Regions from separate parts of the Drosophila melanogaster genome. Here region 2 is linked to region 1. The links are chromatin contacts, called in public HiChIP or PLAC-seq maps. All regions are on one chromosome and are shown on one strand. Each heading gives the region's core, a stretch centred on a gene start, on an enhancer-like site or on the middle of the called end of the contact. The rest is flanking DNA. Distances are from core to core; before and after follow the strand shown. Region 1 overlaps CG5953. Region 2 overlaps mtgo (miles to go).

Region 1 (6,805 bases), core at 239-2,738:
CAATTGTCGCAAGCTACCTCTTTCCACTGCTACAGTAAAGCATTCCAAACTCTTTTCGCTCAACACTAACAAGATCAATATTCCGTTGCCTTAGTTTTTATCATAAATATTAAAACATTTCTGTGGACTGGAGCTATTATCAGTGACTTTATTGGATTTTAAAAGCTAATATTCATTTAATCTGGAAAAAACACTATTAATAAAACAAAGATATTGAAGTTACTACTCTGCTCTTTAGATTAAAAAATATTAGAGGATTATTGAAAAAATATCTTTTCTGTTCGGAAATAAAAAAAATGTATTTATATAATATACATATCTCAGGAAATTCTATCTGGCATATTTATTTGAAAAATTCAAGTTATTTTACCAAATATATTAAGGAGTATTTCGAAGAAGTTTCCATTACCAAAGTTATACTGTATCTATCCGGCTGCTCACGCCAATGTTTTTGAAGTACGACGGCGATATTTTCGCAAAAGCGCATACACCGCAACAACAACAAAAATAACTGCTACACTAACATTAATGAAACTGCCATGAAAACCGCAAGCGCAAGCGCCGCAAACAAAGCCCCCAAACCCCTCGTCTTCCATCACACTACCACCATCTAAAATGGGGGATTTACACTGGAAAGGGGAGTCGTAAAATTAACAGTGGAACAAATTGCAATTGAAAATGCATTGCGGTGTGTGTGTGTGTGTAAGATGGCTTCGTCACCTGGCAGGTGCCAATACCAGAGTTGCCAAGTGTTTCGGTTAACGGGTTAATCCCCATTAAGCTTTGCTCCCTAGTTGCTGGGAAAGTTCCCCACTATTCCCACATATTTTTGTATTTGTATTCGAACGTGGATTTGAACGTCTTGTATTTTCTCACTAAAACGCAGGTGCGATTTCTAGAGTTGCCAAAGCCAAAGAAAATAACTTAAAAGCACTTATTTCCGGGAACTTCATCTGCTTTTTCCTATTGTTCGAACTGTCTGACTGCGCCTCAACCCGAATTGAAACTGTTTATTTTTTTATCTATTTACAGGTACGATTTCTAGAGTTGCCAGGTCTTTCAAATCTTTCAATATCATAATATTGAACATCTTTTCAAAAACTTTCAAAAACCTTAAACTCCTTTTTTGTCACTATTACACAGGATCAAATTCTAGAGTTGTCAGGGCCATTAAATTTTTTAGCACTCCTGTGTCCAAAACTTCAAAATTCTTGCTTAAATTTAGAATCACTACTTTGGCGAATTCCAAGCAAATTTCCCACCAAAAAGCCCCAGATTTGCCGCCCACTACAACAAACCCTATACCCTATCATCATCACTATCATCATTACCATCTACATACTACACACATATGTATGTACATACATACATACATATGTACATATGCATAGAAAAAAAAACCATACGCTGCGCGCTCGGCTCTAAACAACTTTGCAATGAATGAGTAAACAAAAACAAACGCTGACTTCGCTGCCGGCGTCGCAGTTGCTGCATATTTGCCTTGCACTTTTCATTCCACCACCGCGGGGGCGGGTAGTGGGTAGTGGGTGGTTTATAGGCAATGCGAGGGAAAACAAAACAACGCGAATTACAACAACAGCTTGATACTCGGCTACTGCTACAACAACAGTAGGAAAACACAAACAAGAGAAAACTACACTCGAAAACACATTGCCGAGAAACGAGTCAAGTTCAAGCTGTCGTGGACGTGCAAAACATAAATTAACTTCAAAATCGAGGTCGATTCAAACATAAAACCGTTAAGAAGTCTCAAAATCAAAGCAATATTTCGAATTTTAACAGTGATTTAGTGAAGAATCATACTTATTATATATATTTTTTTATCTATTGTATATTGGGGATGCACATGCCTAATGACAACAATTTACACACTACAGATCGATCTGTGTTTAAGACTTACATTTAATTTAATTATTGATGACAAGGACTTTAGTTTAGATATTTACAACAACTTTCAATTAATTTAATATCTTAATGAAGAACACAGTTTACGTGATATCTCAAGGGAAGAGTTCATATTTAAACTATAAAGGTGATGTAAACAAAGGTAAATTACTAAGGTACTTAAAATCAATTTTAAATTAAAAAACTCAACTTAACCTGTAAATAATGAAGTATCAACTTTACTTCGTACCTAAACTAAAGAAAACGCGTTTTGCCAATATCTCCAATAAATAGGCTACTTTCAAGCTAATAACTTTTTATTTTTTTGCAGGTGTTTCAATTTGGGTGCTGCAAATTGTGGGTGGTAAATGTGAGACGGTGCGTGAGTCGTTTGCTAGCCACAACATTGCGGGACAACAACCGAAACAACAATAATAACAAAAACACCAGCTCCTCTTCGGCTTCATCATCTTGTTTTTGTTTTTACTGTTCACTTGTCTTGAGGAAAATACCGCAGAGCAAAACAATTGCAAAATATGAACAAAAATACATAACAATAAGTGGGAGGTGGGCGGTGGGCGTGGGTGGTGGTGGAGCGGGGTGCTCTGTTCGTAGGTGGGCGTTCTGAAAAGGGGGCGTGGGCGTCGTTGTTAGTGCTGCCTGCACACGCAAATAATAATGACGCAGAAATAGAAAAACAACACGAGACCAAAGCCAAACCAAAACATAAAAAACGGAGCAACGGTAGAAGAAGAAGAAAAAGTTTTTTAAAAAAATGCCATAGGAAGTGGATTAAATGGGAGCACGTCCAGTGTGAACCGATTTTATCCTGTCCAAAGTGAGATACAAAAAAAATCACAACAAAAAAACAGACATTAAACGAATTAGCTCATGGATAACTACGCCCTTTCAAAGAGCAAGAAACAAACAAAATATACTATATATTTGAAAATAATGCATCATATAAGAAATAATACAATTTTATATTTTATCTATTATAAATAAAAAATGATGCAATAACTTAACATTCTTAGCAGGTTTAAAACAAGCTTATGTGTACATACATAAATAATATGTACGTACATAAAACATAATAAAATTTATTTTCATTTCATTTAAGAACAAATTATTTGCAAATTAGAATATTATAGCTTAAAAAAATAGTTCTTTTAAGAATATTTTAAGGAATTTTTTTATTTTACTTTTTAAACAGCTCTATTTTGATGACCGTAAGTGCCGAAATTTGTATTGAGACCGCAAAACCAGAAAACCAAAGGTGACACGACTTGGACAAACAAGTTGCATGCATTTAGACAAGCCACGCCCCCGATCGCCCCATGCCTTCCGCCCCCCTCCCCCTCCCGCCCTACTCAATCCGCAGTACGAGGAAAAGTAAAAACAAAAAGCTGAGAAAAAGTCCAGGCGCCAAGTTTTATATTCTTTGGCTTGCAAAAATTTCATTTGTTTTCCAGAAACGGCAGCAAAAAACAAGCGAAAACAGCCAGAAGAGAGTCAAAGTCGGCGAACAGCAACGGCAGCAGCCAGCAACAACTCCTGGCATTTTGTTTTGATAAGTCTGACAAACAACAGAGCCAAGTAAAAACAAAAGCTTCCAGCGAATCACGGCGCAAAGGGGTGGGAGGGGGGTTTGTGGAAACTTGGGGTTGGTTGGGGCATAAGGTGGTGTCCACTGGGTAACCACAAAACAAAACGTCACTACAGCAACAGCAAAACAAAGAGCCAGTTCGTAGCGGAGTTTCGAGACCCGAAGTTGCCAGTTAGTATGAATCATTAATTGGTTAAAAGTCAATAGCTACGGTGGTTTTTTGTTAATTAATTTAAATACACCACTTGAAAATAATTAAAGAAAGTATTATTTGAGCAAACTAGTTTGGCATTATTCTTTTCAAGTTAGCTAGCAAAATGGGCTGCTCCAGCACATTTCTAATTTCTAGTTTTCAGTTACTATCTTAATTAAGTCTAAGTGTTATTAAAGTTAAATATGTATGTTCATTTGGTGTAGAATGCAATGGAAAACTTTTTTAACAGGTAGTGCCTATAAAATGGATATGCATATTGATAACCCCACAGGTAATCTCAACCTTACAGTTAGGGGACTCAAAATAACAAACAGAAGAAAATGAAACTGGTGAAAAAATCACCATAGCAAGTGCTGCTGCTCCTCTGCTGGCGTCGCAGTCGCCAACACATTTCGCTGTGCAAAACAAACATTTCATCATTCAGAGAAACAGAAACAACAACAACAATAACAGCAAAAACAGGCGAAGGAGAAGACGAAGAAGAGTTCGGCGACGAAATGTCAGGGCCCCCCAGCCACAAGACACCCCCTTCCTCATCCTCGCACACTTTTTGCTTGCCTGGCGCGACAACGCATATAAAAGCAACAAAAATACCAACAACAAGCAGGCAGACAGTGCGAGAGGGAGGGGAAGATTTGCTGATGGAGAGGGAGGAGGCGCGGGAGAGAGCTGGGGCCAATGCCTCGCACACACACCACTGCGCATTTCTAAGAAAAATTTATGCGTAAAATTTTAATTCTGTTTTGATCGTCAACAACAACAAAAAAAAGAGCACAAACAAGCCGAGCACACTAACACTACCGCCAATAAGAGAGCGCCAGAGAGTGGGGCCAGTGCAGAAATAGCAAGTCACTTGCGCACATGTTTGCCTGAGCGCTAGCGCCAAAGAGAGTGCAGACCGTGGTCGCTCTCTTACGCCGACTCTCCATCTTATTTCACAGTTAACTCGAAGCCGTTGTTTTGATTGAAATTAACACTAGAAATTCATGTTTGCTTTTAAAATATTCAATTGAAGTGATAAGCTTCCGAAAATATAAAATGAAATGTGTAAAATAAATATTGGTTGCTAAGCCGAAAAATTGGTCACACGTCACACGTGTGTGCTCCTCTAATGCTGAAAACTTTTTCTATTGAAGTTGATTGTGATAAGAGTTCTAAGGAATATAATGAAATACGGATATTTCGAATGAAATGTCCAACGATTTCGCAAAAAAAGGCGACTTCCCTTGGTTTCCATGTGATTTTACAAATAGCACTTTTCAGTTTTGTAGAAGTAAAATTTTTTCACTGGAAAACAATAAAAAAAAAAAACGTGGAAAATGTTTGCTTAATACCGTTTGTGTGTGTTTTTAAATTTTAACCTCCTTGGGTTAAGATCTGTTTTAATTCTGGTTAATTTTTCACATTGTGGACTTTGGTTTTCGTAAATAATACACACGAATGTGTGTGTAAATACGATAAGAACGGCACTCTACTCAATGAAATAAAAATCTTTAACAAATTATTGGGGCACACTCAAAAAAGATTTTCTACAATTGATCACCCTTGAGTAATTGGATGAGTATTAAAATTTTTCAACATAATACATATGTACATGTAAAAAACAGTAACTATTGAGAAAACTGATCATCTATAAGTCGAACCATTTTTATAAACAGTATAAAAATCCCATTGATTTGTCTTTAATCAAAATAAATTGATAATTATATATAACCAACATTTTGTTTAATTCCTATTGGGGATTTTTTCGAACCTTTTGTGCTTGACGTGCGTCATTTGTTTTCTCATGCACCGATGGAAGTTAATGGAATTTGTTTAAACTAGAATATTCGCTTACCGCTCCGAAATATTTCAGCTCTTTGGTCTTGATGCGTCTGTGCTGCATGACGGTCTGTGAGCCAGGTGCTCCGCCACCTGGTACAGTGGGTGGTGCTCCTCCGTTGCCCGCCGCCGCAATCGTACCGCTTTCGTAGGCCGCTGCCGCGGCAGCCAGTCCGTTTAGCCCGTTGTGGGCGGCAGCGGCAGCGGATGAGGAAACGGGATTCGGCACCAGGTTTCCGCTGGCGGCATTAACACCGGATCCCACGGACCCACCGCCGCTCAGGCTGCCGCCGCCCGCCTCCATGAAATCGAATCGCTTGAAGGCATACCATTTGGACGGATTGGGCTGTATGCCCTGGTATATCTTCACGAACATCTTGTGCTTCTCCCGGCGATACTGTGTGAGCAGTACGTTCATCTTCCGCTCCACTTCCGCCTTGCTACAACCGAAACGCTCGGCTATTTCCGACCATGCCCGGAATCGACATAGTTTATCCTTGTACTTGGGATCGGCACGATTCCATAGCTCTGTATGGCAGCGATACTGCTCAATCAGCTCCAGAGCATCGTCGTTGGTCCACTCCATGATCTTGGGCGATGTATCGCCACCGCCACTGCCACCCACTGGTAAACTTCCGCCTCCTCCGCCGACAGGCAGTGGGATCAGCTGTTGTTGCTGTCCTTGTGGTTGGGTGATGCTGCTCTGGTGATGGCTTAAATACGGATGATGATGGTGATGGTGGTGAAGATGGGTCGTCTGATGTGCGGCTGCTGCTGCGGCGGCTACCACGCTGGCCGGATTGAAGTTCATTTGCCACGCCTCTCAACCGATCGTTGGATGGTTGATTGCCTTATATATGTATATGTTTATATATATATATATATATGTACAGATCTGTGCAGCCGAGCTCGACACTTGAGCTTTACTTCTGCTTTCTGGCGATTTGCGAAGCTGACTCTCAGGGAATGTCACGCGAAATGCACTCAATCAACATCGTCTTCTTGGGTCCTGTCGACTGGGTCTCATTATCTTTCATTTAGCACTGTGTTCACTATCTTTCATTAACTGAAAACACAGAGAAAATAAAAGACAAAATTGGTCATTCAAACGATCCGAAATAGTTGTTTAAAATAGTTTCCTACTCTTGAGCCACTTTTCACACATTACTTAAATAATCCTCAATTCGAAAGCGGCGAAAACAAGTTTAGTTCGGCATATATCGTTTTGTTTACGTTATCGCCGGGTTTTTCCCGCACGT
Region 2 (7,069 bases), core at 3,074-5,573, 65 kb after region 1:
CTCCTCGAGGCTTTTGGTCAGGTCACTGGAAAAACTTGCAACGGGAGCGGTGCGAAGTCTCTGAAGTGGTGAAAACTTTCCCACTGCCCCTATGTACATTACACTTGAAGGAGATTTACAGAAATTAATATTGGAACATAAAAAAAAATTATTAAAAATCGTATTTTTTTTAAGTTTAAAATATAAATTGATTTCATTAAATTTTATTTCGGAAAATAGGCTTTTAAATTTTAATTTTGGGGGCTTTTTTACATGACATATTCAATTTCGTTCAATTTTTTCCAGTGCTGGATAAGTTATAAACTTTTTTCACAAGCCTAGTTGATGGCAGTGGTTTGGTCGAAAAAGAGCTCATTCCTGCTCAAGGTATTTTCGACAATGACAATAAAAAAATTGCTGGCTCTAAAGTTGAGCCGGACTAAAAATAAAGTTTGGCCTTGTCAGCTTTAAGTTAATCCACGAAAGATGGGAATATATGTATATATAGAAGGAGAGAAAAGTTAAACTAGCATATATTTCGAAATAGTAAAGTGCGCGGAGCAAAGCCTTTGACATCTCTAAGGGTAATTCATCATATTTTGGGAACAGATGTTTCAGAGTGGATTATCCAAATATACAACTTGGCGAGTATATTTTGCTGAACGATTTAACAAAGTATATGAAAAACACTTTTGATAGGCTCTCATTAGCTGAAGCACTTCGATTAAAAATGAATGCAATTTAAAACGGATATTAAAAGCTGAAGAAGTTTAAAACTGTCAATAAGCAAACCGAATGCCTCTGCTGAAGTTCTTAAGGCGCCGCGGCAGAGTATCTTTGAAGTTGTCACTAAGCTGATAAGTGGCACCAAATGGCATCTGGCATTGACATGTATGGATGCCATCGTTCTCCTTTGGCCCCATTTCGCCAAACCCCCCCCCCCCCCTTCCGCTGCGCTGTTAACGACATAACGAGGACCTATCTTACAGGGGGGAAGCGGAGGAAAAGAGTCCTTTCAAGCGAAGAGAAACGCATCCGAAGACGAAGACATGTCCTGTACGTGACGCGCACTTATTTAGTTTAATATATCCACGTTCATTTGTTAGGTAAAACAAATATATAGACGGAAAAAATACTACAAATAATATCAACAGAAAATTATATTGTTCTTTGGAATTGTTCACTTATTTTTAAGTATTAAACAAAGTGAGACTGAGTTACATAATAAATTGTTTACAATATACATTGGCTTAGCACGGAATACAATAACTAGACTTCTTACAATTAATAGATTTCTCGAACTTGATGTTACATTTTTCTGGCCAGCATTGTAAATGGCTTATATTGGTTTTATTCGTGCCACAGCTTGTGTTTTAGCAGTCTACAAAATGCAGTTTGTTGATGATGAAGAAAAGCTCGAAAGTCATGTCTGCGACAGACGGAGTTTCCTAAGAGCTCAATTTAATGATTTTGTTTTCTTGACTATATTCGAATAGAACCCATGGCCATTGAAGAAGTACTTTTACAATTTCTCCATCTTGATTTTCCATAATTCTTCTAGTGCACTTCGCCAACTTCAGTTTGTTGAATGTCACAACAACAATTGTCATCCACCTCGGCCCACATTTGAGTGCATTAAAGTGCGGAAAGAGCCAACGGAATGGATTTGAATCTTACGGGTTATTATCTCTTTCAATCAGCCGCCTCCTCATGTGGCAACCTTTGGGTTTCGCAGACTTTCTGCACTCCCAACAACGTTGCTCTGTCATCGTTGTGGCAGTCGTGCTTAGGCAGCTATCATAAATTGTTGCTTAAATTGCATATCATATGGTGACATCGAGTGGCGACGTTCCTTCCTTTTTCCCCACTTACCACCGCAGAAAAACATCCATCAAGTTTCGGGTTTACTTCTTCTTCTTCTTTTTTTTTGTTTTTGGCCAGTCCCAGAAGATTCCAGTTATCATATGATCTTGGGTGAAAATGTCAGTGGTGAAGCACTGGATATGAAATCGTTGTTTACTAACACTAAAAATAAGTAAAGATCGATTTATGGATTTTTAGAATTATTATATTCTAAAATTCGATAATTTCGGTAAGAGATACCAATTAATTTACGAAACTATATATATATCTTTCAAGTCATCAATAATACGAATTTGTTGGTGTCTCAAGCAGATGCTGCTTTGATTACCAGTCATTTTGTCACTAGGAAAGTTTGTCATTCAGTTAGTTGGCCAAGTCTGTAGGTTGTTGGAGTGCCAATGCAGGCTGTCACCTAGTCATCGCCATCATCATCAGATGCTGATTATGATCATGAACCGTAAATGCAATTAACATGTCAAAGTGCTGACAAACTTCAAGCCTTTTGTGCAGTTTCTTCAATTGCAGTTTCAGTGATTTCGTCTTTTCGTGTACCTCTGCTGATTTTTTATTTTACCATTTTGTTTTGAAAATGTGTCAAGGCAGAGAGCAGACAAGAGGGTTCAACCAGCGTGTTGAACCGACCAAGAATAATACTGGCCGCAATACGCCCTCCACAAAAAAAAAGTCAAAGGTCTTGGACTTTTTTTTTGAATGGAATGGACCGCCCCACGCCCACTCCTTTGTTTTTTTATGGATTTTGTTTCGGCTTTTCAGATTTTCTGGCTCTCCGAGCTCACTGATTTTTTCTACGATTTTCCTTTATTTTTATTTATAACAAAAGGTAACCAGAAGGCTGCATTGCTGATTGGCAACAGCTTCGGCACTTCATTTAATGAGTTTTTATTAGCACGCAAATTGATTGCGGTAGCTCGAATAATTTATTTCTGTATACAAAAATTTCGCAACCGACAACAAAAATGAGACTTTAAAAAGTCTTTAAATTTTATGTCAGTTTTGCGCACAGAAAAGGGTTTGGTTTAATGATTTTTTCAACTTTTTACGACAGCTTCCCAGCAAGCGCAACTTTAGGGGTAATCAAAATTTTACTAATTCTTTGGCGCAGACTTGGAGCTAAATTAAAATTCACTTTCGATTTTATGTTATTACACTTTAGAAGATTGTATAATTTCGGTTTCGTGTTTATTGCTTCAGCTTGCTGGTAACAGCAATTGCAGTGCAGTTATTCGAGAAAAGGACGCAAAGGTAATTTTATTCTTAAAGTTTAAATAATCATATAAAATCCATAAGACTAAAAATATGACATTTTACACAATGCACGTCCGTGTTTTTACAGATTAATATAATAGTTTGTCACTTTTTTGTAATAAATAGTATGCTTAATTGTACTAAGAAATATTTTACATCGTAGATATCGTCTACAAATGCTTTTGCTTTTGCCCGTTATTTGCTTATAAAACTAGAAAAAAATAAAAAAGTCCCAATGTTGAGATTTCATTTTTTTAAGTCCCTTTTTAATGGATATATAAACATATAAACATTTAAGTAAAAGAAGTAAAAATTTAGCGTGCAGGGCATTTCCGATTTAATGTGGCCGAACAAGCCACTCTACGAAGTTCTCTTTTGAGCCACCGCTCTTATATTCTCCCAAACGCTCTTATACAAGTCTACAGCTTCTAATTGGAAATTCCTCAACAATGCGATCTCACAGATACACAAATACAAATACATGGCAAGTGCGATGACGCTGGCTGCTTTACGGGTGTCTGAACCCGTGGCAGAGACGGAAGGAGAGAGAGAGAGAGAGAGAGTGAGAGGCAGAGAGACCTGAATCTTCGATGGTTTTTCTTCTTTTTTTTTTGCTGTTCCAATTGAAAACTGGAATTGGTTTCACTGGAAGCTTTGGTATGCGATTTTCGGAATCACGGAATGGTCAATGGAAGCCAAGAAGTACAACAAGTCATATAATTGAGCACTTGATCAACAGGGTGAAAGAGAGGGAGACAGAGAGCGAAAGAGAAAAGCGGAGGAGAGAGTGACCTGTAAAATACAGGCATTAAAAAACAATACACGGAATACGAATTCACTAATTAAGCGTCCAAAAAAAGGGAAACAATAAAATCATATAAAGGCTTAAGAATATAATGAACTAAAATATGTAATTAAAATTAAACATTTTGTTAAAATAATTTTTAGCTATATGCTTTACTTTCTATTAGTTATTACAGTTTTGGATACTTAGTTATTGAAGAACTTCAAAACAAAAGGACACGATCTACAATATAAATGGAAAATCAAATACCTAGTACTGAAGTAAGAGAGCAACCTGTCGCTTAGATAAATAAGAGAACCGTAGTTCTTATTGCTATCGAATCCAGCAAACTGAGCAGTCAACAAGTCAGCTCACAGATGAAGATGCGTCTCACTAACACAGATACGGATACAAACTCACTTTAGATGCATTTGTTATTTGTTGTTGTTGGCAAACAAAGGAATCAATGCACACTGAAGAGTGCTAAAAGACAAGTACATGGAAACACGAAGAGGTGGAAGGAAAACCCCAAAGAAAACCACCACCCCCTCCTTGCTCCCTACCAACCAACAAAAAAAAAAACCAAAACAAAACAAACAACAAAAAAGGCACTAGTGTGTGTGATCAAGTAATGAAAGCAAAGCACTGGAAAAATAATGATTAAGTCTTGGAAAATGTGTATGTGTGCTTGGAAAAGAAAAAATTAGTCGATGGGGAAAAATCTGCTTGAAGAAAAAAGCAAAAAAAAATCGTCGCCTTGTCGTGTGTATGTGAGTTGAGGAAGAGGAAGAAAAAAAGTGGGAAAGAGGCTGTGGGATAAAATTGGAAAAACTCGATTTATGAGTTTCAATGCAGTTTCCTTTTTTCTTGCCCACTCACAACAGAATGGGAGTGTGTGAGTGAGTTGTCTTTAAGCTGAAGCTGCATACCAAAAGTTAGCTGTCTAGCATCAACTTTTAGAGGAAAAAATCCATAGATCAATCAGCTATCTATGAAATTTTGTATAGCTATGTAGCTATGTATATATGGCGCTATAAATATTATTTTAAAGAAAATACTTATAATATAAAATGATAGCATAGTAAATAAATTATTTAAAATCACAGTTTATATTTTCATTTTCCAATTATATGTTTATTAAGTTCAAGTAAGGATATTGAATGATAACATTATGTAGTGCAGATTAAAAGAGTATTTTAAATTCCTTGAAAAGTATGCAACAGATATAGTATATTTATTCTTGATCAGGATCCTTCCGTTCGTCAGTCCGTCATTTTATCGTGCGAAGGCTGTGGGAACTATAAAAGCTAGAAAATTAGAATAATGTACATTTTGATTGCCACGCCCACTCTACAACTTTCACGCCCAAACTTTTAAAAGTTTTTTGTTGCTTTTTTTTGGCCAGTTTCTATTGATACGCCAAAATAATTTGACATTTTTTGCTCGCTGAATAAGAGGTTTCAGATAGTCAAGAAACTTTAGCTTGGTTTTCTCCTTTATTTTCTTTTGAAGACATCGAATTTTTTTGCATTTGGTTATTATTATTATTTTTTTTTTTGCATTTTTTTTTTTAAGTTGTTGAAAACTTTTTGAAGTGCTTGAAATGTTTGACTGCACCACTGGCTTGTCCGCCAATCTGATGTTTGCCGTTTCGTGGCAATAAATTGAAATGCTCAAACTTTGAATTGCTGGTGATCCGAGCTGGTTACCAAACATCAAACAAACGTCAACGGGGCGAAGATGGAAAACACGCTTCCCGTGAAAGATACATTAGATTATATACACGTCTGTATATACATATATACATTTATATCCATCTACAAGCCGTGTGTGTTTCGCCTGAAGTTTGCGCAATATTCGTGTTCATCCTGTAGACGACGGGTTTTGCAAAGAAATAAACCACAACTTGATCTGGCCAGTAAGTTTTGCGCCCTGCTCTCATACATATATTAAAAACGGAATCCATAAAAAATCACTTTTAATAAATTTTGTCATAAAATACGCATTCCCCTTACGTATAATGTCGATATGGATATTCGTAAAAAGTCGTATAAAAATCGGTATTGTAAGCGCATAAATCTCTGTCCGTCTGCCATAACAATAAAAATAAATCGCTTTCGATAGACAACTGGGAAATCCCCCAAAACACAACAAAAATAAGTACGAGAGCAAAAGTGCAAAATAAAGAAAACAAACAATGAAGGTAAAAAGAATGAAGACTGAGCAAAATAAGGGAAAAAATCGGCAAGAATTCAGCTGCAACTGTTGCACACCTTGTTCGGTTCTTACTGGGCTCATCGCGCCCAAGGTCCTACGACAATCCCCCAGCACAGATTTACTTCAGATTTCAGCGATGGGGGCATCAGGGGGTTAAGTTGTCTGTTGAAGCTGGTTGTAGGAAGGTTTAGCGAGCAAACAGCTGGAAATATAAAAAATAAACATCACAACATTGGATAACTTAGCGGAGGGTAGGTTGGAAACATACTACTGCTGAAGTTGTCCTAAAATATGATTACATTTGAAAACCAATTCTCAAATCATACATATAGTACTCAACCATACTATAACTATCTGGTTGATATACCTTTTAAAGTCTTAAAAAATTAAATGAAATATTTAAAAATTTCTCATGTTGAGTGTATTTATTTTTATATAATTTTTTATATTAGTTTAAACATTGATTGATGGGCTCAATTTTTGTTCAGGGTACCTAGCAAACCCTATGCCACACTGCACACTGAGGCAGAGAAGATGCACCGCAACTTTGCAATAAAATGAACGAAACTTCAAAGGGAGGGAGCGGGCTAAATCTCGCATATATACATATAGATCGAGTGCATCCATCCACTAGATATTGTGGATGAAGAGGGGATTGCGGCGAGACAAAGGAAACTTTTCAACAGCTTGCGAAACGAGCGAGAAACGTGAGCTAAGCCGAGGAAAAATATGCAATTTGCAGTGGCTTCGACTACCACATCGACAGGTTCGCTTACCAGCGCACACGGTTCGTGTATCTGTGTGTGCGTGTGTGTGTGGGTCACCAACTTCTTCTACCAACAAAGTGCAAGATGCAACAGCTTTGGACGGACGGATGGGTTGCATTGGTTGGGTTGGCCATATTGCAGCGCTGCCTTGAAGAAGATGCTGCTAGAACGCGACCCCCTTTTTGAGCTCTTT

Evidence for each region. HiChIP or PLAC-seq counts read pairs in DNA pulled down with a chosen protein or histone mark.
Region 2: a Psq HiChIP or PLAC-seq map of the Kc167 cell line shows a contact between it and region 1, with 2.4 times the contacts expected there. The contact joins two enhancer-like sites. A contact is called at or near these places in 11 of 107 Hi-C or Micro-C datasets (the Clone 8 cell line, the Kc167 cell line, the S2 cell line and 5 more) and 2 of 6 datasets of contacts at active chromatin or transcription factors (both in the Kc167 cell line).

The regions. Positions count from the first base shown.
Region 1 is chr2L:16,521,828-16,528,632 of dm6, forward strand. CG5953 reads right to left here. Exons shown (of 3, transcript NM_001273574.1): 2 at 5,563-6,612. The coding sequence starts at 6,357. mir-4943 (mir-4943 stem loop) reads right to left here and starts at 6,664; the gene lies at 6,548-6,664. Within about 2 kb of position 1,489, at least 22 of the 39 cell types and tissues checked have an H3K27ac peak or open chromatin away from gene starts, as enhancers often do. A contact at or near this core is called in the Kc167 cell line, where this site is marked.
Region 2 is chr2L:16,584,443-16,591,511 of dm6, forward strand. All of the region lies in intron 2 of mtgo (miles to go), which reads left to right. Among named protein-coding and RNA genes, the nearest start is that of CG31815, 18 kb to the right of the region's middle. Within about 2 kb of position 4,324, at least 38 of the 39 cell types and tissues checked have an H3K27ac peak or open chromatin away from gene starts, as enhancers often do. A contact at or near this core is called in the Kc167 cell line, where this site is marked.